Regions from separate parts of the Mus musculus genome. Here all the other regions are linked to region 5. Evidence: chromatin contacts called from public Hi-C, HiChIP or PLAC-seq and promoter capture Hi-C data. All regions are on one chromosome and are shown on one strand. Each heading gives the region's core, a stretch centred on a gene start, on an enhancer-like site or on the middle of the called end of the contact. The rest is flanking DNA. Distances are from core to core; before and after follow the strand shown. Region 1 holds the start of B3galnt1 (UDP-GalNAc:betaGlcNAc beta 1,3-galactosaminyltransferase, polypeptide 1). Region 2 has its middle 22 kb from the start of Nmd3. Region 3 has its middle 52 kb from the start of Nmd3. Region 4 overlaps Ppm1l (protein phosphatase 1 (formerly 2C)-like). Region 5 has its middle 17 kb from the start of Arl14. Region 6 overlaps Ppm1l (protein phosphatase 1 (formerly 2C)-like). Region 7 has its middle 26 kb from the start of Gm35584.

What was found. Promoter capture Hi-C pulls out the DNA fragments that hold promoters and counts their contacts. HiChIP or PLAC-seq counts read pairs in DNA pulled down with a chosen protein or histone mark. A called contact is a pair of places that touch in the nucleus more often than the background predicts.
Region 1: a promoter capture Hi-C map of liver shows a contact between it and region 5, with 3 times the contacts expected there. The contact joins the promoter of B3galnt1 here to the enhancer-like site in region 5. A contact is called at or near these places in 9 of 39 promoter capture datasets (the 3T3-L1 cell line, 3T3-L1-derived adipocytes, the HPC-7 cell line and 5 more), 1 of 484 Hi-C or Micro-C datasets (nephron progenitors) and 1 of 9 other capture datasets (macrophages).
Region 2: an H3K27ac HiChIP or PLAC-seq map of thymic regulatory T cells shows a contact between it and region 5, with 11 times the contacts expected there. The contact joins two enhancer-like sites. A contact is called at or near these places in 1 of 15 datasets of contacts at CTCF or cohesin (the NIH/3T3 cell line), 13 of 484 Hi-C or Micro-C datasets (B cells, the G1E-ER4 cell line, the HL-1 cell line and 5 more), 6 of 115 datasets of contacts at active chromatin or transcription factors (T-cell acute lymphoblastic leukemia, acute myeloid leukemia, bone marrow-derived macrophages and 3 more) and 1 of 9 other capture datasets (embryonic stem cells).
Region 3: a Hi-C map of bone marrow-derived macrophages shows a contact between it and region 5, with 4 times the contacts expected there. The contact joins two enhancer-like sites. A contact is called at or near these places in 1 of 484 Hi-C or Micro-C datasets (bone marrow-derived macrophages) and 1 of 115 datasets of contacts at active chromatin or transcription factors (acute myeloid leukemia).
Region 4: a contact with region 5 is called in a CTCF HiChIP or PLAC-seq map of CD8 T cells, with 6 read pairs. The contact joins two enhancer-like sites. A contact is called at or near these places in 1 of 15 datasets of contacts at CTCF or cohesin (CD8 T cells), 2 of 484 Hi-C or Micro-C datasets (embryonic stem cells and pancreatic cancer cells) and 4 of 115 datasets of contacts at active chromatin or transcription factors (T-cell acute lymphoblastic leukemia, acute myeloid leukemia, bone marrow-derived macrophages and 1 more).
Region 6: an H3K4me3 HiChIP or PLAC-seq map of bone marrow-derived macrophages shows a contact between it and region 5, with 3 times the contacts expected there. The contact joins two enhancer-like sites. A contact is called at or near these places in 3 of 115 datasets of contacts at active chromatin or transcription factors (bone marrow-derived macrophages, embryonic stem cells and large pre-B cells).
Region 7: a Foxp3 HiChIP or PLAC-seq map of regulatory T cells shows a contact between it and region 5, with 15 times the contacts expected there. The contact joins two enhancer-like sites. A contact is called at or near these places in 1 of 484 Hi-C or Micro-C datasets (regulatory T cells) and 5 of 115 datasets of contacts at active chromatin or transcription factors (effector CD8 T cells, memory CD8 T cells, regulatory T cells and 1 more).

What each region holds. Positions count from the first base shown.
Region 1 is chr3:69,597,660-69,600,695 of GRCm38.p6, forward strand. B3galnt1 (UDP-GalNAc:betaGlcNAc beta 1,3-galactosaminyltransferase, polypeptide 1) reads right to left here and starts at 1,301. Exons shown (of 3, transcript NM_020026.4): 1 at 1,143-1,301.
Region 2 is chr3:69,698,143-69,701,222 of GRCm38.p6, forward strand. No RefSeq gene overlaps it. Among named protein-coding and RNA genes, the nearest start is that of Nmd3, 22 kb to the right of the region's middle. Within about 2 kb of position 1,344, at least 45 of the 459 cell types and tissues checked have an H3K27ac peak or open chromatin away from gene starts, as enhancers often do. A contact at or near this core is called in bone marrow-derived macrophages, microglia and thymic regulatory T cells, where this site is marked.
Region 3 is chr3:69,668,049-69,671,604 of GRCm38.p6, forward strand. No RefSeq gene overlaps it. Among named protein-coding and RNA genes, the nearest start is that of Nmd3, 52 kb to the right of the region's middle. Within about 2 kb of position 1,698, at least 14 of the 459 cell types and tissues checked have an H3K27ac peak or open chromatin away from gene starts, as enhancers often do. A contact at or near this core is called in bone marrow-derived macrophages, where this site is marked.
Region 4 is chr3:69,467,515-69,471,007 of GRCm38.p6, forward strand. All of the region lies in intron 1 of Ppm1l (protein phosphatase 1 (formerly 2C)-like), which reads left to right. Among named protein-coding and RNA genes, the nearest start is that of Gm52607, 7.1 kb to the left of the region's middle. Within about 2 kb of position 1,322, at least 40 of the 459 cell types and tissues checked have an H3K27ac peak or open chromatin away from gene starts, as enhancers often do. A contact at or near this core is called in CD8 T cells, where this site is marked.
Region 5 is chr3:69,203,949-69,207,149 of GRCm38.p6, forward strand. No RefSeq gene overlaps it. Among named protein-coding and RNA genes, the nearest start is that of Arl14, 17 kb to the right of the region's middle. Within about 2 kb of position 1,898, at least 126 of the 459 cell types and tissues checked have an H3K27ac peak or open chromatin away from gene starts, as enhancers often do. A contact at or near this core is called in CD8 T cells, the HPC-7 cell line, bone marrow-derived macrophages and 7 more, where this site is marked.
Region 6 is chr3:69,522,971-69,526,115 of GRCm38.p6, forward strand. The region is part of intron 2 of Ppm1l (protein phosphatase 1 (formerly 2C)-like); the gene reads left to right. Among named protein-coding and RNA genes, the nearest start is that of Gm52607, 62 kb to the left of the region's middle. Within about 2 kb of position 1,626, at least 73 of the 459 cell types and tissues checked have an H3K27ac peak or open chromatin away from gene starts, as enhancers often do. A contact at or near this core is called in bone marrow-derived macrophages, where this site is marked.
Region 7 is chr3:68,786,130-68,789,289 of GRCm38.p6, forward strand. No RefSeq gene overlaps it. Among named protein-coding and RNA genes, the nearest start is that of Gm35584, 26 kb to the left of the region's middle. Within about 2 kb of position 1,457, at least 41 of the 459 cell types and tissues checked have an H3K27ac peak or open chromatin away from gene starts, as enhancers often do. A contact at or near this core is called in effector CD8 T cells, memory CD8 T cells, regulatory T cells and 1 more, where this site is marked.

The DNA.
Region 1 (3,036 bases), core at 51-2,550, 390 kb after region 5:
CTGGATGCTTTCTTCTTCTCTCTTCTCGTCCCATTCGACAACCAAGAACAATTTCGATAATGTAATAGTTTTTAATGCTGCAGCTCCCTGGTGGCCATTCATTTCAATCAAATCTTCCAACGTGAAAGAGAGAAAATGCCACACTTTTCTCTCAGTAAAAGGAAGGCCCCTTCCTAGAGTTATGAGGTGTCAACACTTCAGAGAGCTCAAACTCCCTGCGTCTGCCTTAGACACCCAAAGGTAAAACACAGATTTCATCTGGGTGAAGACTGCAAATCGTCCTACCTCCCTCCAAAAACAAACCGTTGGGCAATTCCTTACTTGGCAGTAGCGTTTCCTAACAAAGCAAGCTGCTTCTCCTAAAGGCTGGGAACGGGGTTTGTGGGAGGGGGGTCTACTTAAGTCAAAAATCAATGCCTGCCTTTTAGTCCTGCACCTTTTAGTCCTGCAGTCACAAACACAGCTAGCTCTCCGTGCTGCAGCTGGCCGCATCCTTTACAGCCTGAAAAAGTAAGGCTCCCTCCATCTAAGAGTTCCTTTACAATGCTTTGTACATTCCACTCAGACCTTTTATTAATAATGTAGCCTTAATCTTTAGGAGTCTCCTCTTTCCAAATCTCCCATTCCCTTCCTCCTCGCCACCTCTCCCCCAGGAAGCACTCTCCTACCCTAGGGACCACAGGCCCTTTCCCGCCTAGAATGTGCGTTCCTCCCTCCGGGCCTGCAGCAGGTCCATCGGCGTGGCGTGCGGACAGTATTCTCCACTTCTCCTTGGTCGCGGTGACAACCAGGCCACCACTACCTCGGCCCCCGAGGCTTACATAGCTCAAGGCAGGGCAGGATGGATCCGTGAGGCCGCGGTGGCCCGGCTCGCCAAGAGCACTGGACGCCCCTCCAAGTGGCCCAGATTCTCGAGTCTCTCGTCCGGAGCCTCGAGACCCAGCCCCGAGACCAGGCGCGGAGGCCAGAGCCCAGGGCGTGGCAGCTCGCGGCGCCCCGCTCCACGGAGGAGCGAGCGGCGCCCGGGGCCTCGAAGCCCCGACCCACGAACCTAGAAGGCTGCGCCGCGAGAGAGAGGGGCGCTCGGCAGCCGCCCAACCGTCTCCCCGCCTCGGCCTCCCGCCCGCCCGCCCCGCACTCACCTCCCGTGCGCCCGTGGTACCCGCAACGGTGCGGCCCGCGCTCGCTCTCTGCGCGCGAACACGGACTCCCCGCAGCCGCACGCACGCCGAGCGGGCGGGCGCGCGCCTCCTTCACGCACGCGCGCGCGCGCGGGGTCCCTGCGTCCGCAGCCCAGCGCCGTTATCGCTGTTATCGCCGCAGCTGCCGGCCTCTGCCGCGGGCGGGCGCCAGCATCACGGCCACCGCAGGCTTCGCCTAAGTCCTCCACCTCCAACCCCGGCTCTCTGCCTCGTGCCATCTTTTGACAGAAAGCAAGAAATTTTATTTTTGAATGGAACCACCTTCACCCTAGGTCCTGGGAGAAACAGAGTCAGTACAGAAACACCCAGCCTTCATGACCAAAGGCTTCTCCCTTCTCCCTTCTCGGGGAGATGCCTAAATGTGTAGCCCGCAGATTTCCGCCCCAGGGCTGACTTGGAAAGGAGGAAGCCTTGGCACATTCAGAAGGCTGTTTCTCCTTTCAGGAGTGCGGGAGTGGGGGTGGGGAGAGGAAAGCTTTGGTGTATGTGGACCAGAGGCTCAGAGAGTCCTGGCACCCCACCCCACCTCCACCCCCACACCCTCAACTGCCTCTAGAAACCGTCTAGTGCTATGAACCCTTGGTCAGCTCCACTTAGTCATCTCCACCCAAATGGTGCCTCTCTGGGAGAAGGGAGAAGCCTTTGGTCATGAAAGCTGGGTGTTTCTGTACTGACTGTTTCTCCCAGGACTTAGGGTGGAGGTGGTTCCATTCAAAAATTGCTTTCTGTCAAAAGGCCCCTGGAAACAAAGTGTCATCTGAAAACAAAGACCCATTCTGGTGTCTTGGCTTTAGGACTGTGAACAGGTTGGCCTCACTCCACCTAAAAGGAAACAGTTTTTCAGTGAGCACCTAAATACAAGCAACCAAAATTTAACAACAATTCACAAGAATCGCTTTCCCATCCTTCCCTAGACGCTCTAGGTTGCGTTTCTTAAACTAGTGACTTCAACATAGCCGGGATCAGCCTTATCGATTTGGAGAAACTAGAATTCTACAATATCACCTAGTATGTACGCCATGTTCTTGTCGGAAAGCCACACCGACTTCCTAGAAAGATGATCTTATCAAGATTGGACTATTGCCTCTATGCGTCCGTGTAGAATATATAGATGTAGCACAACCTGTTTTCTTTCGTAGCAGGACTTTTAGAAGTTGCTCAGTTCTGTTTGACTGCTGTTTTGCTCTCCCAGCTCAGTAATTTAAGTTCTTGAACCAGAAGCGGGATGTAATGGTAAGACTCCTTTACACACTGCATGGAGCTCTGCGTGTTATTTCCATGGGGGGAGAATATGGACTCTCAAACACAATCTCACTTGACCCAAAGCTAAAACCATGGAAGTAGGGAGAGGTATTCTCCAAACTGTTCCATGATAAACAAACACGGAGAATGTTTCTCTTCAGTGGTTAATAGGCAATATGTCGAAGATTTTGAAAATTCTTTGGAGGAGTGTATTTTCAATTCCTTAGAGAACTGAGAGTACTTAAAACTGATGTGTAGATAAGACAATAAATAACACTCCCAAGAAAGTCAGATGGCATGCCCTTTAGATAAGCTCATATGACCAGCCTTTAACATGAAAGCCAGCTGTCTAGAGTGTCATTTAACTATACAAGACAATGTCAGAGACATGGGAGCCACATCGGTGAACAAGACAAACAAAGCCCTTGAAAATTCAATCACACACAGGGTAATTTCTCTTGGTCAGACTTTCTGTAGAGGTGTCACGGTAGAGGGATATCATAGGAGCGTCTCAATAAGCAAAACATCCCTGAAGTCTGATGACATTAGCAAACTAATCAGTTGTCCCTTTGCATTAGGTGCCGTGAGTTTT
Region 2 (3,080 bases), core at 94-2,593, 490 kb after region 5:
TATATATATATATATATATATAGAGAGAGAGAGAGAGAGAGAGAGAGAGAGAGAGAGAGAGAGAGAGAACATTGCGTGAGATCTCCATTACAGTTAGGAAACAGGAGCAAAGAGAGGTAAATGACAGAGACTAGAACCTAGCAAAGTGGCACATGCTAATAATGCTAGCACTTAGAAATGATCAGTAAGAAACAGGGAGCCAGGAAATTAAAAAGAGATAAGAGAAATGAAATGCTGGCCACAAGAGTCAGGAAAACTAGAAAACTTAGATGTTTGAATAAGTCAATAGTGTGTTGCTATGCTGAATTCCACACCCCTAAGCCCCTTACCCCATAAAAACCCCTAGCTTTCTAGCCTCGTAGCTGACATCCGTTATCTCCTGTGTGGGATGCATGTCGGCCCGGAGCTCCGTCATTAAACGACCTCATGTAATTACATCAAGATGGTCCTTCGTGATTTTTTTTGGGTTCAAGCTGAATCAGGAATTGAGTGGGGGTTTCCCCACTAGGTTCTATCACTCCTAAGTATGGTAGAGAAAAGGTTATTCTAGATAAAAGGGAGACATAGCCAGAGGCAGACATATCTGGGAAATTCCAATGTGGATATGACCAGGCTGAACTGGGCCATGTGAGGAGAAGGGGAGGGAAGGGAAAGGGGTGAGGGGTAAAGCAGGTGCAGGAGTCAAGAGGCCAAAAGCACACACACACACACACAAAGAGCGAATAACCAAAGTGTCTGGATTTTATAGGGAAGGGCACTCTTTTTTAAAAAACATTTATTTATTTATTATATGTAGGTACACTGTAGCTGTCTTCAGACACTCCAGAAGAGAACATCAGATTTTGTTACGGATGGTTGTGAGCCACCATGTGGTTGCTGGGATTTGAACTCAGGATCTTTGGAAGAGCAGTCATCGCTCTTAACCACTGAGCCATCTCATCAGCCCCCGGGAAGGGCATTCTTAAAGACAAAGGCCACAATTTACTCTTGAGAGATCGGGGTTCTGAAGGTGTGATAGAATTGCAAAAGGTCTTTCACATTTCTGCAATTTCTGATATTGTCTTACCAGCCTTAGTCTGCTCAAAGAGCTGACCTCAGACCAAAGACGAAGTCCTCAGCTGCTACAAAACATCTGTCCTTTTCCCTTTGAAAGGTCCTGGGAAACAGAGATGACCGTCACCCCTGCTCCAGCTTCTTAAATATAAGTGAATCCCACCAGGGGCTAGATAGGACCCATTCTTTTCTTGGTCTTCCTTAAAATATCAGTAAACATCTTGTGTCTTGGGCTGTGAGTCCAGTCATGCACACACATAATGATGTTTCAGTCAGCAGTAGACTGTGTGTCTAACAGTGATCTCACAATATTTAGTTACCTAATAATGCAGTAGCGGTCTTAATCAGATAAGTACAGCCTGCAACTTTTGCAGAGAAGAAAAGGAGAAATGTGATCATTTCCCCACCTACAACACACACACACACACACACACACACACAGAGAGAGAGAGAGAGAGAGAGACAGAGACAGAGACAGAGACAGAGACAGAGACAGAGACAGAGAAACAGAGAAACAGAGACAGACAAAAAGAGGGAGATAGAGAGAGAATTTAACCTTAGTGAATTGGCCCTGAAGAATACCTGCCTGGTGATTAACAGAAGCAAAGACAGGTTGTTTTATTTATGTGCCTGGAAATACACAGCCGACAGTTGGAGCAAAGATGGCATTTATTGCACTTTAGTGGGCAGGTCTGCACAGTTCTAGCGGCTTCTTGCAGCCTGATGCAAATGCACAGTTTCCCTTCTGATTTGGAAACTCCCCTAGAGAGAGGTTTACAGCTGCTGAATTTGTGCCTCCCCCAAAGAAATCAAGAAACGCCCTTCGAGGAAGTTGAGAGAAAGCTTGAGTAATGGGGCATTTGACTTTAGGGAAATAGCTACCTCCAGAAAGCTAAAGATCAGCTTAGACTTCTTTCTGCATCTCTGCAATTCAAAAGCTTTCAGTTTAAAGTAATCTAGTCCCTGGGGCTTAACGACTTGAGCCCATAGAACAAATGTACAATATGCAGCTTAGTGGGAGAAAAGGTACATTTATTTGCAATTGTACAATAGTCAAACTGTGGAGACTCAAAGATAGCCCAGGTGGTTAAAGCTTAAACATACAAGGAACAGAGCCATGAGGTTTGTAGGCAATTGTAGAGAGGGGGGGGGGCTGGTTTTTAAAGGAGGTAAGCAGAACTGAAAAATAGACAATGGTCCTAGACAAAGGTCACCTAGGTCGCAGACAGTGTGTTGCCAGCTCCGGTCTCCTTGTAAATTATTCTTGTGGGAGATACAACATTTAAGTAGCTGTGGAAACCTTGGGGGAAGCATACTCTTATGCTGGGGAAAGGAAAAGATGCAAGAGATGCGGGCAGGATAGGAGAAGATCAGATTAGACGCTGGTTGCAAGCCTTCACAGTGGCAAGAGCTGTACTGTTAGGCACCATTTTCTGAACCCCAACAGCTGTGGTTTCTCCTGCTCCCCTCCCTCACTCCTGTCCACCTTCAGTTCAGACCCAGCCCAGCCTAACTTCTAAGATTAGATGAGATGGGGCATGATCAGGGGGTATAACTGGACTCTTTATATTCATGTATGTGCACTCGCATATATATATATATATATATATATATATATATATATGTATACATATACATATATAAATGAATATTATATATATGTATATATATATATATATGTATACATATACATATATAAATGAATATTATATATATGTATATATATATATATATATATATATGAAGAATGCACACATAGTTTGTGAACTGTTTTCTATCCCTACCGTATTTAATAATTTTACCCTAATAATCTAGTTGGTAGTTACTAAAAACAGTGTTGAGTCGTATTTACTAAGAACAGGGTTGAGTCTTTCAGATAACCACTTCAGCAGACTTCCCATCAATCCTATTCCTTTTTTCTACTCTACCATCTATTTTCTGATGTTGCTAATTGGTTCAATGATGCCTTCTACAGCTCTGTTCTCCTCCCCTTTCCAGCACAAGATCCCACTAGATTCAACTAGTAT
Region 3 (3,556 bases), core at 448-2,947, 460 kb after region 5:
CTGCTGGTGCTTTGCTTACTAGAGAATTGAGGACACACTCAGCAGCCTGAGGGGAAAAGATGGCTGACTTCCACAGAAACCATCTCTTGTATACGTGGCTGTTAAAAAGCTCCCCTCTCCCAATTGGCAAATCACTTGTCCTTGCAGGAAGGTCAAAATTAGCAGTAGAAGTCGAAAGGGATAAATGTTGGGCTGGGTAGTTGGCCTATTGGGCAAGAGCACTTGCTGCACAAACATGAAGACTTGAGTTCAAATCCCTCATACCCTTATAAAAAAAATGGTCACAAGTACCTGTGATCACAGTGCTGAGAAGTAGAAACAGAGGAGCCACTGGGCTTTGCTGCCTCTAGCTTCAGGTTCAGTGAGAGGCAGAAAGTGAAAGCCAGACACCCAGTATTAACTGATTTCCACAGGGACTCCTGCATATACACACACGTGTACAGTAAGCACATGTGCATACATGTGCACATACATATACACTTGTACATTAAAAAAATTAAAAGTTTGTTCTCCAGGCATTATTATGTGGCTATTCTAAATAGAAACACCCTCTCAGAAGTAGGAGGGAGTCATTTAAGATAGGCAGCCGAGGAAGCAAGGCTTAGGTAGCTTAGGAAGTCCCAATACACACCAGGCAGGGAACTCTGGCATGCAAGGTTTCTTGAGCTATCATTGTGCTCATTGGTGATACATTTGTCTTTGCATCAGGTATAAACCTATAAATGACCCAAACATCTATAGGCTCACCAAGCTCGACTTGAGTGGAGTTGTGTCCATGGTCTGTCATAGGTGGCCTCATTCATATCTCCTCAGGAAAAGTCAGTCACACAACAGTAGTTTAAACATAATTTTGATCAGTTCTTAGCCATCCAGATTCTTTTCCTGATATAACATTTATAATGGATCTAGTTGAAGCATTGGCCCAAAGTGTCATGGGTTCTAAATGAGATGTGTTACACACCTCGGTTACTCAGAACACACGCTGGCCACATTTGGTATACTGAGAGTCCACGAGCAAGGGGAGAGTAGGCTGGCGAATGTGGGTGGTGTCGGAGCCCAGATCGCACTGCCCTGCATGACCCCACTGGTGCTTCAACTCGACGCCTCAGGAATCAGTGGGCTTGATCTGATCTGCTTCAATGTGCAGAACTGTTTGAGACTACATGAAAACCTTTCAGATAAGAAAGCTGAAAGCAAAGATTCAAAAAGACTGAAGAGTGCCAGGGCATTACTGCTTTGCTTATTGACTTTTTAAAGCCTCTGCAACTTCTCCCTATTGCTCTTCATAAGTGATGTCTCTCTGTATGCGTCTACATGCAATCTCCTTCTGGAAGGTAATATCGTTTCTTAATTTCCTCATTTTCCCCATCAGAGCTGAGTGATGTAGAGAAGAGCTAACACATTCTAGTTGTTGTTTTTTAATGCACTATGTGTGTGTGTGTGTTGTGTGTGTGCTGTCCAGCACTTGCAGAATTCAGAGGGTAGTTTTCAGGAGTCAGTTCTCTCCTTCCATGAAGTCTCAAGCTAGGTCCTCACAGGTGCCCTTACCCACTGAGCCATCCTGCCTTACCCACTGAGACATCTCGCCAGTCCTTAACATTTTCTATTTATTTGGGCCGAACGGTCTGGGTTCTGCATGTCAATGTACTGTGCACAACTGACTGAGCAAATGACCACGTGAGGGCCAGTGAGATGACTCAGAGGAGCAGAAGTGCTTATTCTGCAAACCTGACAGCCCGAGCTTGAGCCACCAAACCCCTCGTGAAAGGGAGAGAGAGGAAAGCTAAAGTAAAACTGAAAAGGGAAAGAATAGAAAACAGAGAAAAACGATCTTTCCCAGGAGCAATCAAACGGTCATCTAACTTTTTCTCGCTGTGGTAGACGGCAGTCTCTGCCCAGCGTGGCTTTATGTCACATTTGTGTGCTCTTCTCATCCAAAAAGGTAATCGTTGTAAGAAACAATGTACTCTTAAGTTTTGCCTCTGGTAATTGCCTCTATAGTGTATGGAAACTCAACTTCATATTTAAGATATTTCTTGTTTCAGCCCTGATGAGTTTGTAATTTATTCTAGTCCAGAAGAAGTTTCAAAATGGACTCTCTCCATTGTGGCCAATTTTACCCATGAGTCAACTCTCATCTGGTTGTAGCAGGAGCTCTGCCCTGACCTATATAAAATCCACACAGACAGAAATCTGTTGGGGCTTGGTCTGGTGCTGCTATGTATTCAAATGCTAAATAGTGGGCCCCCAAGATCTGGTTGCCTCCAGATGAGCAAATTCTCACATATACCAGTCTTTGCTTTGTAAACCTTGCTCCCCAGTCTAGTTGGCTGTGATTGGGCAGTAGAGAGAGAAAGGAGGGACTTGAGGATTGAGTGAGAGGTCTTGGGAGAGACCAGGAGAATAAGGAGAAAGGAAGTGGAGAGAGGAGACAGGCCAAGAGCACAGTGGACCCTGAGGACAGGCTGATGGAAGAGGAATAACCCGGGCGAGACTCAAACAGCGAGTAACAAGGGTCATATGGCTGGGGTGGAAGTTACAGGAGCTCACACCCTGTCCAATCTAGCCTTACAGCTTGCAAATAAAATACCAGGATTTTGTGTCTTTTATGCGGGCTAGCTGGAATCTATAATTCATTTTACAGAATTCCATGCATCTTAATCAAGTCTCCTGTGACTACTGCGGTCCACAGGTTTTGGCTGGTAAATATTTTATATGTAGCTTTCTAGTAATACCGTTCATTTCATCAATCAATAGCAAGTTGACCCCAAGATTACTGAAAATTTGGAAAAAAGATATAGAATATTGAATTATTCATTTTTAATAGCCAAGGCAATACATGTTTATTGCTCTGGAGAAATGACTCTTGATTTTTTTATTAGAATACATATCAGAGATTTCAGAATAGTACAAAAAGGACTGTCTTCTTGCAGATGTGTTGAGCTCAGTGGGGACAACTTGTCAGTTATTATACATACAGGGAGCACGATGTCCTATATCCAGGGGGCTTAGCCCCAGCATGGCTCAAGGAAATTCTCAAGATGTCATTTTTTAATAGTTCAATTTCATAAGCATTAATGAGCAAAGCACAAAGCAAAGCGTATTCCTAGTGATCTCTTAGATGTAGGAGATGACAACTCGATCTCTGTTTACTTAAGTGACAGACACTGGTACACAGAAGTCTCACAGAGCATCTGGCCGGAAGATGGTCAGGGCCTCTTTGGAGCTGAAAAGCAATAGATGTCATTCGATTGCTGCTTTTTTGAAATGGTCTCACTCTGCAGTGAGTGAGAGGCTGGCCTGGAATTCACTACATAACCCAAGCTGACCTTGAACACGTATGGTAGAAGGAAGGAGAGAACCAGACCCTAAAATTTGTCCTCTGACCTCCACACATTCACTGTGATATACATACACACACACACACACACACACACACACACACACACACACAGCGAGAGAACGAGAGAGAGAGAGAGAGAGAGAGAGAGAGAGGGAGAGAGAGAGAGAGAGAGAGAGAGAGAGAGAGAGAATAAACATAAGAATACAATTTTAA
Region 4 (3,493 bases), core at 72-2,571, 260 kb after region 5:
CCAAGGAAAAATGACTTGAAGCCTGAAAATTTTGTAGACATCAAGTAACGTAATATTCTGGGGCGGTTCAGGAGCAGTGTGGGTAATGCTACATTTGATAAGGACATTAGAGCTTTTAGATGCTCTGGATCTCTTTCTAATGTGAAAATCTCAGGATGGAAAGGGAGTCTGGCCCAGAAAGGAGGTCATTCCTGTTTGAAGGCTCCAGATCAGGGAGAAGAAAGTGGAGCCAGCCAAATCTATCCTGATAATGGTGGGACAACTTCCAGATGTGGAAGTCACCCTAAACCTCCCATATTTTGCTAGAAAGACATATAATAGAGCTTATATAAACTGGCATGCTACAGAAATGCAGCGTCCTCAGGTTAGGTGGTATTTGGCAAGCGTGCTATTGCACAGCCTGCTCGAGTTTCTGACGTATATGCCTTCAGCTAAGCGCAACACACAGCAATTCATGCCAGGTGTGTTCTAGCAGGGTAATGTTGCCATGAGTTAACAGGTCAGCTGTGAGGTTTTTGCAAAGTGAGCCTAAAATATGAACTTATATGACTTATATGGGTGATAGGAAACATGTCACATTTAGACTTCCTTTTAGATCTCTTGTTCTGTCAGCTTTTTCCTGGCTTAAAGCCTCGTTGAGGAAGGGCTGTGGCTTCAGATTACCTAGCTGAGCAAAGTGACTGTTTGCTCCTGTTTGCTTCCATTCCCTTTCATAGCAGACTGCATCTGTGCAAACAGCTCGATGCGCAGGAAGGAGAAAAATCAAGAAGCCATCCCTGGTCATTGAGATCTGCTCTTAACAATTCTGAGTATGAAAACCACATGCTATTTCCAAATGAGAAGCAGTCATGGCCATTTTGTTTTGCAGTGGCTGCTCTGCAGGTCTGGTTTACCAGGCTTACTGAAAACCATTACTTAAAAGCACTACATTTGCATGTGTTAAGCCTGAACTCTGAATTCCAGTTCGTACTCACGCTGCGGGTGGGTGTTGGAAATGGGGATCCTGAAGTTTTCAAGTGATGAAATGATTCACTGGAGTCTGGCATACTGCTCTAAATTGATCCTTAACAGTAACGTTTGTAACCTGTCATTTCCATGCTGGCTGTAATGCGTTTAGGAAATGATTCTTTGCATGCACGTATTACTGCAAAAATAATCTGCCGTGACTGGAAGCAGAGGACCAAGTCCTTAACTTCATCATCTCAGGAAGTCCTCAGATCTGTGCCTTAATGAGATAAAAATGATGCTACCCTGTTTTTAGAGGACCCTGAGGTTTAGTTACACCAGCCAACTTCTGTAGTAACCTCAAATGTAATTATCAGTGAAAGAGAAGCAGGCACTTGAGAGGAGGAAATGACTTACACAGAGGTGTCTGCTCCTGGGTTGAACAGTTGTTTCCGGGGAGAGAAGACAGAACCCACTCAGACCGTCCACTGCCCTTTTCTGGGGAGGGGAGGGGGCTTAGAAACACATGTCCTGTATCAAGGACCTCTGAGGCAAGGCCTTGACTGAGAGTCTCGTCCACTGTCATATCTGGTCCTATTCTCTCATGCATCCTTGTTTCTTTTCTCTGCAGATGCATAACTCACACAGACACCCCCCCCCCCCATTGCTAGGGGTGTGAGAGGTAGGTCCAGTCAAGGAACTGCCACCAGATGTCATTCTGACCTTAAATGGGGTCATCATGATAGCAGTCTCTTGAGCCCCCCCCCCCCCCAACTTGCACAGCTTATTACAGATGTAGGGCCTGGGTTGGTGGAGGGAGTTCCTTAAGGCGGCAAAGCACTTATGCTTGTTTTCATTTCAGATATAATCCAAGGAGCTTGGTATAGCCCTATAAATAATCATAGATGCTCCCAGGATGCCTCATAGCACATAGTATGTCTGCAAATGAACCAAGAAATCAAGAACCATTAGGTATTCTACCTAAGGTCAGCGGTGTGCAAATAGACACTCTGACGGCTGACAAGGGGACCAGGGACTTTTTGCTGTATCTCTGCTTTGCCTGAAGCTCTGTGTACAAGGAACACCCCATGACTGAAAGCAAAGATAAGAGCCCCTAGCCTGTGCTACTTTAATACAGCAAGTTGGCAGAGACCCCTAATCAAAGCTGGGCTGTGTTATCTCTTCTATCCAGAAGCGCTCTCAAGGAAGTAATGTTGGGGAAGCAAAGGAATTTCTACTTGTGCCTTTGAAGTTGTATGGTCTGCTGTGGCTGGTGTTAAGTCGTGCTTTGAGGGGTTTAAAAGCAGGGAGCAGCCATAGAGTGAGAATATAAGGCAACTGTTTGTGTAGCTGTGTTCAAGGCCTAAATTTAGCTTCTGTAAGATATTTGTTAACCTCCTTTCTGTAAGGTACCCTCCATCTGCTGCCTGCTCCCTCCCCCCCCCCCCCCCCCCGCTTGCCACCAGCCTCCCTTCGTGGCTGTCTGACGTCCTTCTTTACATTGTAACTGTGGCTATGGTCCAATGCCAATGACTCTGCATGGCAAATTAGAGACAAACCTTTTGGCAGTGAAACCCTTACAAGCTATATGGTTTGTTTTTTATGCCAAAAAATATTTTGGGGTTTGTGGCATCTGTTATTTCTATCATGTATATGTTAGTGATTAGCATGTCTGTAAGAAAAGCTATTTGCCTGTCTCCCCCTATAGCCAGTCAAACGAAACCAGTCACTGATGGTCAGTTTTAATTGGGGATTATGTGAATTTATTATGCTAATTTCCTTTTTTGTAGGTTACCATGGGGATCAGGGGGTTTGTTCGGTTTAGGGCTCACAGACAAGGAGCAGTAGTGTAAGCGGAATGAGTGTCAGGCACGTACTAGATAGTAGTACCCAGTGAGGGCATATGGAACGGATTAAACAGGAGGATGGAGTGGCTCTTGTGAGGATCCAGCTCATGACCTGCTGTGCAGTCATCTAATCCATGTCCTCTCTGAGGACAGCAAATGAATTACATCCCTGACCCAGACAATCCTTTAAAAGAGAGATTCAGGGCCAAGGAGATGGTTGACCTGGTAAAGGTGCTGTCTGCCTAACCTCACAACCCGAGGCCCGACCCTGGAGCCCACATGGAGGAAGGGCTCCACAGCGTGTCCTCACCTCCATATGCATGCGCGCATACACTATGTAAATAGTATAAACTAGCAATTTAGAGCATTAGAAGTGGCACAGATTGCAGTTAGATAGATGATCAGGGCTCCAGGGCCAGAGACGCACTTCCAGTTTGTATGACTTTGGTTGTGTTACTTGCTTTTTATCCTCTGTGGTAGGACCATGGGTGTAGCCAGGCTCACTACTATTCTGCCCGACACCCTTCTTCACGTCAGACAACAGATCACTTACTCTCCTGAACGAAGGACTGGTGCACTGGCATCTCACCCCGTTGGGTAGAGCTTGGTTCAGGAGATATGACTAGATGAAGCAGGGCCAACTAGAGACTCTCTGTGGTGTTCCTTCAGACCAAACCTGACTGGTGTTGAGGACCTGAATC
Region 5 (3,201 bases), core at 648-3,147:
CAGAGCCAGCTGCACAGGCCTAACTTAAGCACTGGGAAGTGGGAAGCAGATTCCTTCAGCACCCAGGGGAGCAAACCAGGTCTGTTTGGGTAAAAGCACTAATGGCTTCTTTAGCACATTGATAATATGATGCTCCCCCTCTTTCTTTTTAAATTTTAAAAAGAATTTTAACTGCACATATATGCATATGGTATGTGCATGCACATGCAAGAGTCTGTGGAGGCAGAAGAGTACCAAATCTCCTGTGAGCTGCCTTCTGTAGGTGCTGGGAATTGAACTTGCATCCTCTAGGGAGAGAAACCAGCGCTCTTAACTTCCCGAGTCACGCCTCCAGCCTGGTCTGCTTTTATCGTTGAGCTTTCTTAGGTTTAGATCTGCTGTTCCTCCCGTTCCCCACCTCACCCCATGGTGTGCCTGGTTCCCAAATATATGGTAGAAGTTTGCTAACACTAGACACTGAGAAGTTTCCTGTTTTGTTAAGGATTCTATGTGGTGGGCCAGATATAGCTCAGATGGCAGAGTGTCTACCGTATGCACAAAGTCCTGAGTTTGATTTCAAGGACAGCATAAACTGGGTGTGGTGTCGTGTGCCTTCAGCCCTCCCGCTGAATTGACGGAGGCAGAGAAATCAAATGTTTGAGCTCATTTTCAGCTATATAGGAAGTTCCACCCCAACCTGGAATACATGAGCCAGGAGAGACAGCTCAGACCTTAAAAGTGCATGCTCCTCTCTCAGAGGACTTGAGTGAGGTTCCTGGCACCCATATTGGGCAGCTCACAGCCACCTATAACTTGAGCTCCTAGGAATCTAATACACTCTTCTGGCCTCTGAGGGTACCACTACACTCAAGAAACACACACACACACACACACACACTCAAAAATAATCTTAAAAAAAAAAAGAAAAAGAATTCTATTTGGTTTCAAGTAATAGAGACCAACACTGTTAAAGTGGGCACACACACCAGGGTTGGTATTCCTCATATGAAGAAACTAAAGGGTGGGGAGGCCAGCTAGAGATGTCATCTGCCGCAGCATCAAACTCCCAGACTCCCTTGCCTGCTGTGCAGCCATTACCTTCAACATTTCCTTCAAAGGAAAGTTGGAGACAAAAAAATCTTTAAGAACACATCACCATAGTGGCATATATAGTTTGTGTCTGAATCTATGTCTATATAATTGTTTCTCTGAACTTTCTGAAAATATTTTCATGAAAAGTTGTGTCTGTGTTGCATGTGTTTTACTTGCCAAATATTTAATAAAAGGCAGGTATACTTCCTATTTGGCTTGATTTAAAAAAAACACACTGCATATTTTCCATGGTTGCATTTGTTTCTCTCTGTTTACTGTCTCTTCTGTCTGCTTGTGCAGGTTTTATACAGACCTAGCGTTTTAGCCCTGGTTACTCTTCTTAAAGCCTCCTCCCCCATTCTCTCAGTAAATGACGACATCATTTCCCTGTTGTTTAGATAAAATCGAAACTCAAGGGCTATCTGAAGCCTCCATCTTTCACCCCTATCCAGCAAGTCCCCCTCCCCCTCTGGAGTCCTCCTAATTTACACCTTGAGCCTTGAGTCTGATCAGATTCCACTTCCTGTCCCTGCTCCTCTAGTCTGGTATGGCATCATCTCCAAGGAAGACAGCTTTGAGAGTCATCAGCCCAGACCCCTGCCTCCACATTGCCTAGCCCCACTGCTGGCTTGCTACACAGCAGCCAGGATAGTCCTCACAAGGGGTTTCCCTGCTCACCACTGTCCAGTGCCTTCCAAGAAGAATCTAGAATAAACTCCAAGCCCCTCCCTGTGACCTACAATTTCTGTACAACTCCTGACCTTTTTAAAAACTGCTGTCTCATGTTCCCCAGAATTCCCCTTGTTGACAAGGTTCCAACTGCAGCCCAGGGCTTCCGTCTCCTAGCTCTCTCTGACCAATGCGGCATTAGAGCTCTGATCTCACTTCTGTTGTCTGTCATAAGCCACTTTTCGTGCCACCTCCTCTGTGAGGCTGACACCCATCAGCCTAGTCACAGGAGTGTTACATCTCCTGCTTACTATTTTTAGTCAACCATCAGCACTGTCAACCCCACAGCACCGTTGATGATCAGATATGATAAGTTTGTCTATTTCCTCTCCTGCTTCCTGCTTGCCCTTGAGAGACATTCCTCCCCGCATATCCAGAGCTTGGTAACATGTATGATTAAATGCTCTATAAATATTTGCAAGCAATTATTTTCTTATTAGGACTGAATTTAACTCATAAATTAGTGAGGCATGGTTTCTATTCAGTTATTTTTGTGAACAGCTATAAAGTTGTGATATTTTCTTCATACAGATTCTCTGCATGTGTTAGTGAGAAAATGTCTAGATGATTTACAGTTATTATCGCTACTTTGAATGAGCATCTTTCTCTGTTATCATTGGCTAAGACGAAAGCTACTTTCTATACTGATGGGTGTGGCTGGCTGCAATGCAAGCCTGTCACCCAATCTCTAGGTTTTCTAAATGGATATGACGTCTGTAATTTTTTTTATAGTCCACTTGATACAGGACTTTTTGGTGAGTCCCTTACACTTTTGGGCTCAGTGGGTATTATTACATTTGATGGAAATAGTATATTAGTGGCATTTTAATATTAAATATTGTTTATATGGGCCTGGAGGGAGAGCTCAGCAGATAAAGCAAGCACTACGTTTTCAGGTTTGGTTCTCAGCCAAACCATCTGTAACTCCAGCTGCAGGGATCAGATAGCTCTGTCTTCTGCATTCATGGGCACATGCCCTCACAAAGTCATGGGCACGTACATGGGCATGTGCACGCATGCACACGTGCGCGCGCACACACACACACACACACCATTAAAAGTAAAATAAATCTTTAGAATTTGTGTTTGTTTGATGCTCTGGCTTACAGCTGGCAGATGAATCTTTTTCCTCTCCTTTGTGAAAATCACATCTGATGTTTGAGTAGGCTGTGTTGGAGTCGGCACCTAGTCACTAGGTATCCAGAGGGTAGGATTCTAGAGACCATTTGTAGGTGAGCAAGAAAGCAGTCATTGGTAAGAATATGAGGACGTGCAATGAGCTAACAGTCCAAGGAGGCTGAGGAGACTCGTGGCTGGGCCACCATTCTGATTTCTGCAAATAATCCAGGGAGCAGAGGACACCCTCCACCCAGAGTTGAGAGTCCAGCAGGAACAGCAGGT
Region 6 (3,145 bases), core at 376-2,875, 320 kb after region 5:
CTAAACAGCAAAGAACATCTTAACGCTATTGCCAGGGTGAATTGAAAAAAAAAAATAGAATGCCACAGAATGCAAAAATAAAACAAAAAAACAAATTTCATTTTGGAACAGAGACTCTGAGCTCATCAACCTACCTGTTCATGCAAAGTTAACACTATTTACTTCCTCACCTAATTTCCTGTTCTCCAAAGATCTCCAAGTCTTCAGGACCTAGCTGAAAGAGCTTGGTACTAGCTCTAGGTTGTTCTACCCTCAGAAGGAAGGGCCCTTGTGCCAATTGTGTTCAGGTCTACTAACCCTGAGCTTTGATGTGAGACTGAAGATTTCAGTAGTAAAGGCCATTTGCTGACATCCTCTTCCATGGCCTATTTGTCCTTGATATGAAAGTGCTAACCCGACTGTAGAAAAAGAAATGGCATAACAGCTTGCCAGGCCTAGGGCAGTTGCTGTCTGCTGCTAAGGCCTCCACTGCAGATGAAAAGCAAACAAACAGAAAAAGAATGCGAGAAAAGAACTGAACATGAGTCGGCTACAGCTTCATACATCAACGCTGTTACATCCAATTGGCCGCATTGATTAAACTATAAGGAAAACAAGGAGACAGTGGCCACCAGTACTGCACGATTCTGTGGCTGGGTCACCGTCATCACGGCTGGTGAACTGTGCCGGGTTCATGCGGTTTTGAAACTCGAGGTTTATGTCAGACCTCAGTATTCTTAATAGGAAAAGACAGAAGAAATGTATAGAGGCATTTCACACCACACAGTCTCCAGGCTGCTACCCAGGGTCCCACTGCACTTGTTCCCCCATTGAGCACTTCTGTTCCTTTTCCTTTGAGACAGGGTCTCTTTGCATAGCTGTCCTAGGCTCACTTTGTAGATCAGGCTGGCCTTGAATTCTCAGAGCTGCTTCTGATTCCCAAGTGCTAGGATTGAAGTCAGGCACCACCTTGCCTGCTCACTTGTGGGCTTCCATAAATGAGTTTGTATATTCATGACCTACAGTCAGAGAAATATCCTCTATATACTTTTATTTACTATGGGCATATGCATTACAGTGCATGTCTGGAAGTCAGAACAAGTTGCTGGAGTCGATTCTCTCCTTGGACCTTGGGGTCCCCAAGGATTGAGCTCAGGTCATCAGGTTTAGGGGTTTGGTGCCTTTAGCTCCATTATCCAGTCCATTATCCAGCTATTTTTCTGACCCCAAGAAACACCCATTTAATGAATAATAATGGTCTGAAGTAACTACAAAAGAAAAATCTACATGCTTGCCATTAAAGTAGTGAATTATGCTGTCTGAAGAACAGGATGGGGCAGGAACCCCATGATCACTTTACATTTTGTGAGACTCCTGCTCTAGATGGCTTTGAAGCTGCGGTGTCATCAGATGGCCAGTTGCTTAGGAATGGAAGACAGTAGCTGCTAGTCACAGGGACAGCCAAAGACATCAAGAAGCCCATTTCTGCCAACACCCTGAGCGAACTTGGAAGAGGCTCTGCTGCCATTTCTGTCTCTTTGGAAGGCTAAGCAGAGGCCCTGGCACAGCTGGGCCCAGATTCCCAGTGCTCGGGAGAGTAAATCTGGGCTGTGTGAAGCTGTTAGTTTTGCAGTAAGTTGTTGTGCAATAGACTTGGTTATTTTCATTTGTTATGCCACAGCTATGACTCTGCTGCCAGCCTGGCTCTGGCCTATGCTTCCTCCCCTCCTACAGTTTCCATGCCATGATCCTCTTCTGGGTCTGGACTGGTGTTGCTACCCTCTCATAATAAAAAGAAGGCTGCTGCTGATGGTTTAAATTCCTACTTTTCCCCAACAAAAGCAGGGCCTGGTGGACTACTATGATTGTAACAGTAGGTGATATAAAACATGAGTGTCCCCGCCTTGATATTGTACAGTCACTGTGTTGGCCACAACTACAAAGATGAAATGCAATACAGACTAGGGCACAGCTCTTGCCCACGGCTCTGCTCTCCAGACAGTCAGCTGAACTGTGGAAGAAGGCAGAACTTCTTTCCCCGGGGCCACACGCCCACTCTTTCCATGGTTTCCTCTCGTAAATAACCGTGTGTAGATAAGCTCTTTGCTTACAGTCAGGTGGATTCACTATTTAAATAATGAAATTACCTTTCAGAAATGGCACACTTCTTTTTTAACCGATTTATGAGTCAGTCCTTAGAAAGCAACAGCAAGGAAGCCAATTCTAGTTTTAGATCTTCATTTCCCTCTAAGTTTGAGTCAGGCTGCCCCTGACTTCCTGTGTTTCATGTCCCAAGCACACTATTATTTGCCCCAGTAGCTGGTGAATATGTCTTTAGAAACACCATCCTGAGACATCCAGAATGGCAGGAGTGCAGAGCAGCCGTTTGTTGTGATGCCTGCAGCTGTTTCCGGGTGGTGCTTCCAGAGTTCTGTAATTAGAGCACTTTCCGCTTGTACCATGGCCCTCGTCTGAAAATGGCCATGTCGAACAGAATGCAAAAATCTGCTTTCATGGCGGGTTTGGTTCTACGGTGAGCTCTGTACACCTGGGCCATTTTAACCAAAGATAAAATTAGAGGAATTTGATGAAAATGAGTTGTAGTCATCAAAAGGAATTTGTTTATGCTGCCTAGATTTTTCAAATAAAAATAGAGTACTAGCCAAATCCATCAGTCACAGCTGAAGAAATGCAGGCCAAGAAGCATTAAATCTCTGCTCATCTAAATCCCAACACTGAAGTTGTTCACTTAGCACTACAGTTGAAAACAAAAACAAAATGTACACAAGTGCATGTGCATGTGTGTGTGTGTGTGTGTGTGTGTGTGTGTGTATGTGTGTGTGTGCGCCTGTGGTGTGTATGTGCCTGTGGTGTGTGTGTGTGCATGTGTATGTGCATGTAGTATGTGTGTATGTGTACATATGTATGTATATGTGCATGTGGTATGTGTGTATGTGTGTATGTGTGTATATATGTGTGTATGTGTGCATGTTTAGAAGCTGTGCAAGAAAACATGTTGGTTTTTTACCTGAAAGCCGATTTTTATCACTGCCCCTTTAACAGTGTTCAGAAATGAATACTTGATGTTCTTGTGAAGGGAACAATCAGAAGGTAAAAATCCTCCCAAAGTGTTGTTCCTTTCCTGACTCTGCTATGTGAGACTTCA
Region 7 (3,160 bases), core at 207-2,706, 420 kb before region 5:
ATCATCACTAACTGTTTCAAAAGTAGTTCTGGGACAAAGCCTTGCCCGTGCCTTGCCCATGCACACTAAGGTAGACATGGTAAATACTGGAAGGGAGTGATGGATGGATGTTGGCACTTGGAGGAGTCAGAACGGATTTAGCAAGCAGAGAAGCAAGCGTTAGGAAGACACACCCTCTGAGATGGTTCTCAAGCTGCTGTCTGTCACAGGTAAACTTGAACTCCCTCTCAGTGGTGAGCCCCGTGAAAGTCTGCTGCAGTAGCTGGGCTCAGTCAAGAGACCAGCCTCTATCTTGTAACTGTGAACTTGGAAAATGTGACTCTGACAACTGACAGCCCTGAGGGCCGACAAACAGGAGCACAGACACTAGAGTGCTCTGTTACTGCCATAAGTTCTCACCTAAGACGAAAGCTCACAGAGAACTATTCGGCCCAGGAGAGCTTTGCAAGAAGTCCCAGCCTGTTACCACCCCATAGGGCTGATGCTCGTAGGACATGGATACACCCATGAACACAAGAGGGAACATGGCTCCATGAAACTCTCCACCTGCTTCCTGGATTCTGTAAACTTCCCCATGGATTCCTCTCAGGGAAGCTCTCCTTTGCCCTGCCCTTCTCTCATGCCCTAGATAGATGAACATTGGACCAGATATCCGTCAGATGGCAACCTAAAAGAAAACTAGATTCTCCCCGGGGCCCTACCTGGACCCAGGTCCTCAGTCCCACTAAAGGATGTTTGGACAACAAAGATCATTACTACTCTGCTGTGCTCACAGTAGGATGCTAAGAGAGCACTGCTCCAGGATTGGGCTATGGAGTAAGCCACTCCCACCTTTGTATGATTTGAGCCTCTGCAGCTTCCTGGCTCTCAGCTCTTCACAGCCTTTAATCTCTCTGTGCTGCTTAGGTAAGTCAGTGTGTGTAGCACCTGCTGCTTAGTATGTTATACCTGCACAGTGCCTCTGGTTATTAAATAAAGCACAACATATAGAGTGTCTAGCACACTGCGAGCCCTCTGAAACAAGTCATGTTATATAAAATATTAGGGGCATTTCCTGTCTGATCCATCGTTCATTCCCAGTATTATTGTCTTAGACATGTAGGGAGCCTTGACACATTAACTGGTGGGATTAGTTCTCCAGACATTTGTTTCCTGAAGTCTGTCTGGATGCGGAAACAAAGCTGACTGGAGAAGTGCCTGCCTTTGTGGGGTTACTATCTAATGTCAGTCAGCAATGACTAAATGAAATCAACCCTTGACAAATAATAAAGAAACCCAGGGAGAGATCAGAACTAGAGAGCAAGGAAGAGTTCTGTTTTAGATTCTGTGAGTTGAGATTTCCCAGAGGAGGTGACACCCAGGAAGATGAAGGGGCCACAGAAACAGTATGTGCCAGAAGAAAATGTCAGTTTCGTTCAGCACCGGAGATCAACAGTGTGGGTAAGCTGGGATGCTTTGATCAGAGGAAATCAACATCACAAGCTTTTAAGAAGCCTCTTCCTTGGAAGGGCTCCCCTCCTCCTCCTCCCCTGTCTCCTCTTTGCTCTGACTACAAACAAAGCCTTTTCTACCTTATCCCTGCTTTTTCCAGGCTCTTCATTCAAATTTTATAGCCCCTTCTTCCCCTTTCTGTTCCAGACCGCTTTGATCTTTTGCCCTTTTTCCTCTCTAAGTGTTCTGTGGCCCTTTTCTGCAGAAGATGCACATTTTCGGCAAGGCTCTCATCCTTGCGCCCTCAGAGACTATCACAGAACAGCTAAAAGTGCTGAGCGCATTAGGGAGGCAGGAGCTGCAGACAGGGGGAAGGTCAGAGAGAGCTGAGCCGACACAAGGCCTGGGCAGGAGTCCCAGGACAGGTGTGGAGGCTCCAGGGCCACTGTTGAGGGATCTACCAACTAACTGCACATTACGGGCTTAGGGTCGACCCTGTTAACCCCTCCGGGTACCCCATCCTCTCTCTGCTGAGTTCAAGGCTACTGTAGTGTACACAGGAGGAGAGTACACACACTCAGGGGCTCTGTCAGCTTCTCCTGATTCTGACAGCTCAAAGTGAGGCCCATAGACAAAGCTTGGATGACATCGGTCAATGGGGCAGCATTTTGTGCCAGTCACCTGGGACCTCATCCTAGTCTTGTCAAATTGTACCACTTGTACCATTTCTGGTACCCAATATAATTTTAAAAACTAGCTCATTTCCTTTCTTTTCTGGAAAATCTTTATATCAAACTCAAAAAGAAGCAAGCAATAGGCCCTTAAAAAGAAATACAAGAAAAACTAACAGATGTGAAGGGATCGCATCGAGAGTCTCTCAAGTCTCCTGATGCTCGCTGAGTACTCTGAGCCTAAAGTTCTCTTCTGTCTGCTAGGAGGAGAAACAGAAATCAAAGACAAGCACACATGCAAGACGAAGAGGGTGCATGAGCTAAGATAAGAAGGGGCTCGGCTAGGGGAGTACTTGCTTTTGCTCTGATCAGTAGCTGAGAATTAACGGGGAAAAGGCCCTCAATACAAATGCAGTTGTGTGAAGGACTGGGTGAACCTAGCTCATGGAAGCTCATCAGTCAGTGCATTTGTATAGCAGGTCCACTCCCTACACCACCAAAACATTCATTCATTCATTCATTCCTTTTATTTCTGTGTATATGTGCCTGTCTGTGTGAATATATGACATACGTGTACCTGCCCATGGAAGTCTGAAGAAGGGATCAGATCCCTTTGAGCTGGAGTCACAGGTGGCTGTGAGTCACCTGATGTGGGTGGTGGGGACCCAACTTGAGTCCTCTGGAAGGCTCACTTAAGCCCTGAGCCATATCTCTACCTCTACACCTACCTGTTTGCCAAGGACTCCAGCAGTGGCAGGATATTGCCTCTCCAAGTGGACTCCTAACCAAGCCCCCTGCACTTTAGCATTTGACATGAAGCCTCTAAGGAATGAACCAAGAAAGCTCAGAATGTAGGTAAAACTGTGACTCCATCTCAGGCCAGCCCTTCTCTGAAGTCTGGTAACCTGCCCTTCCCCACTACCTCTCTGCTGCCCGAGCTGAGCTATCTGATTTTCTTGGAAAGCCACTCACTGATCTTGCTCAGAGAAGTTATTTTTCCAACTCTCTGTTCAAAGTTTTTCTCCAGTGATCTATATAGCAGTCCGACAACCCACCCA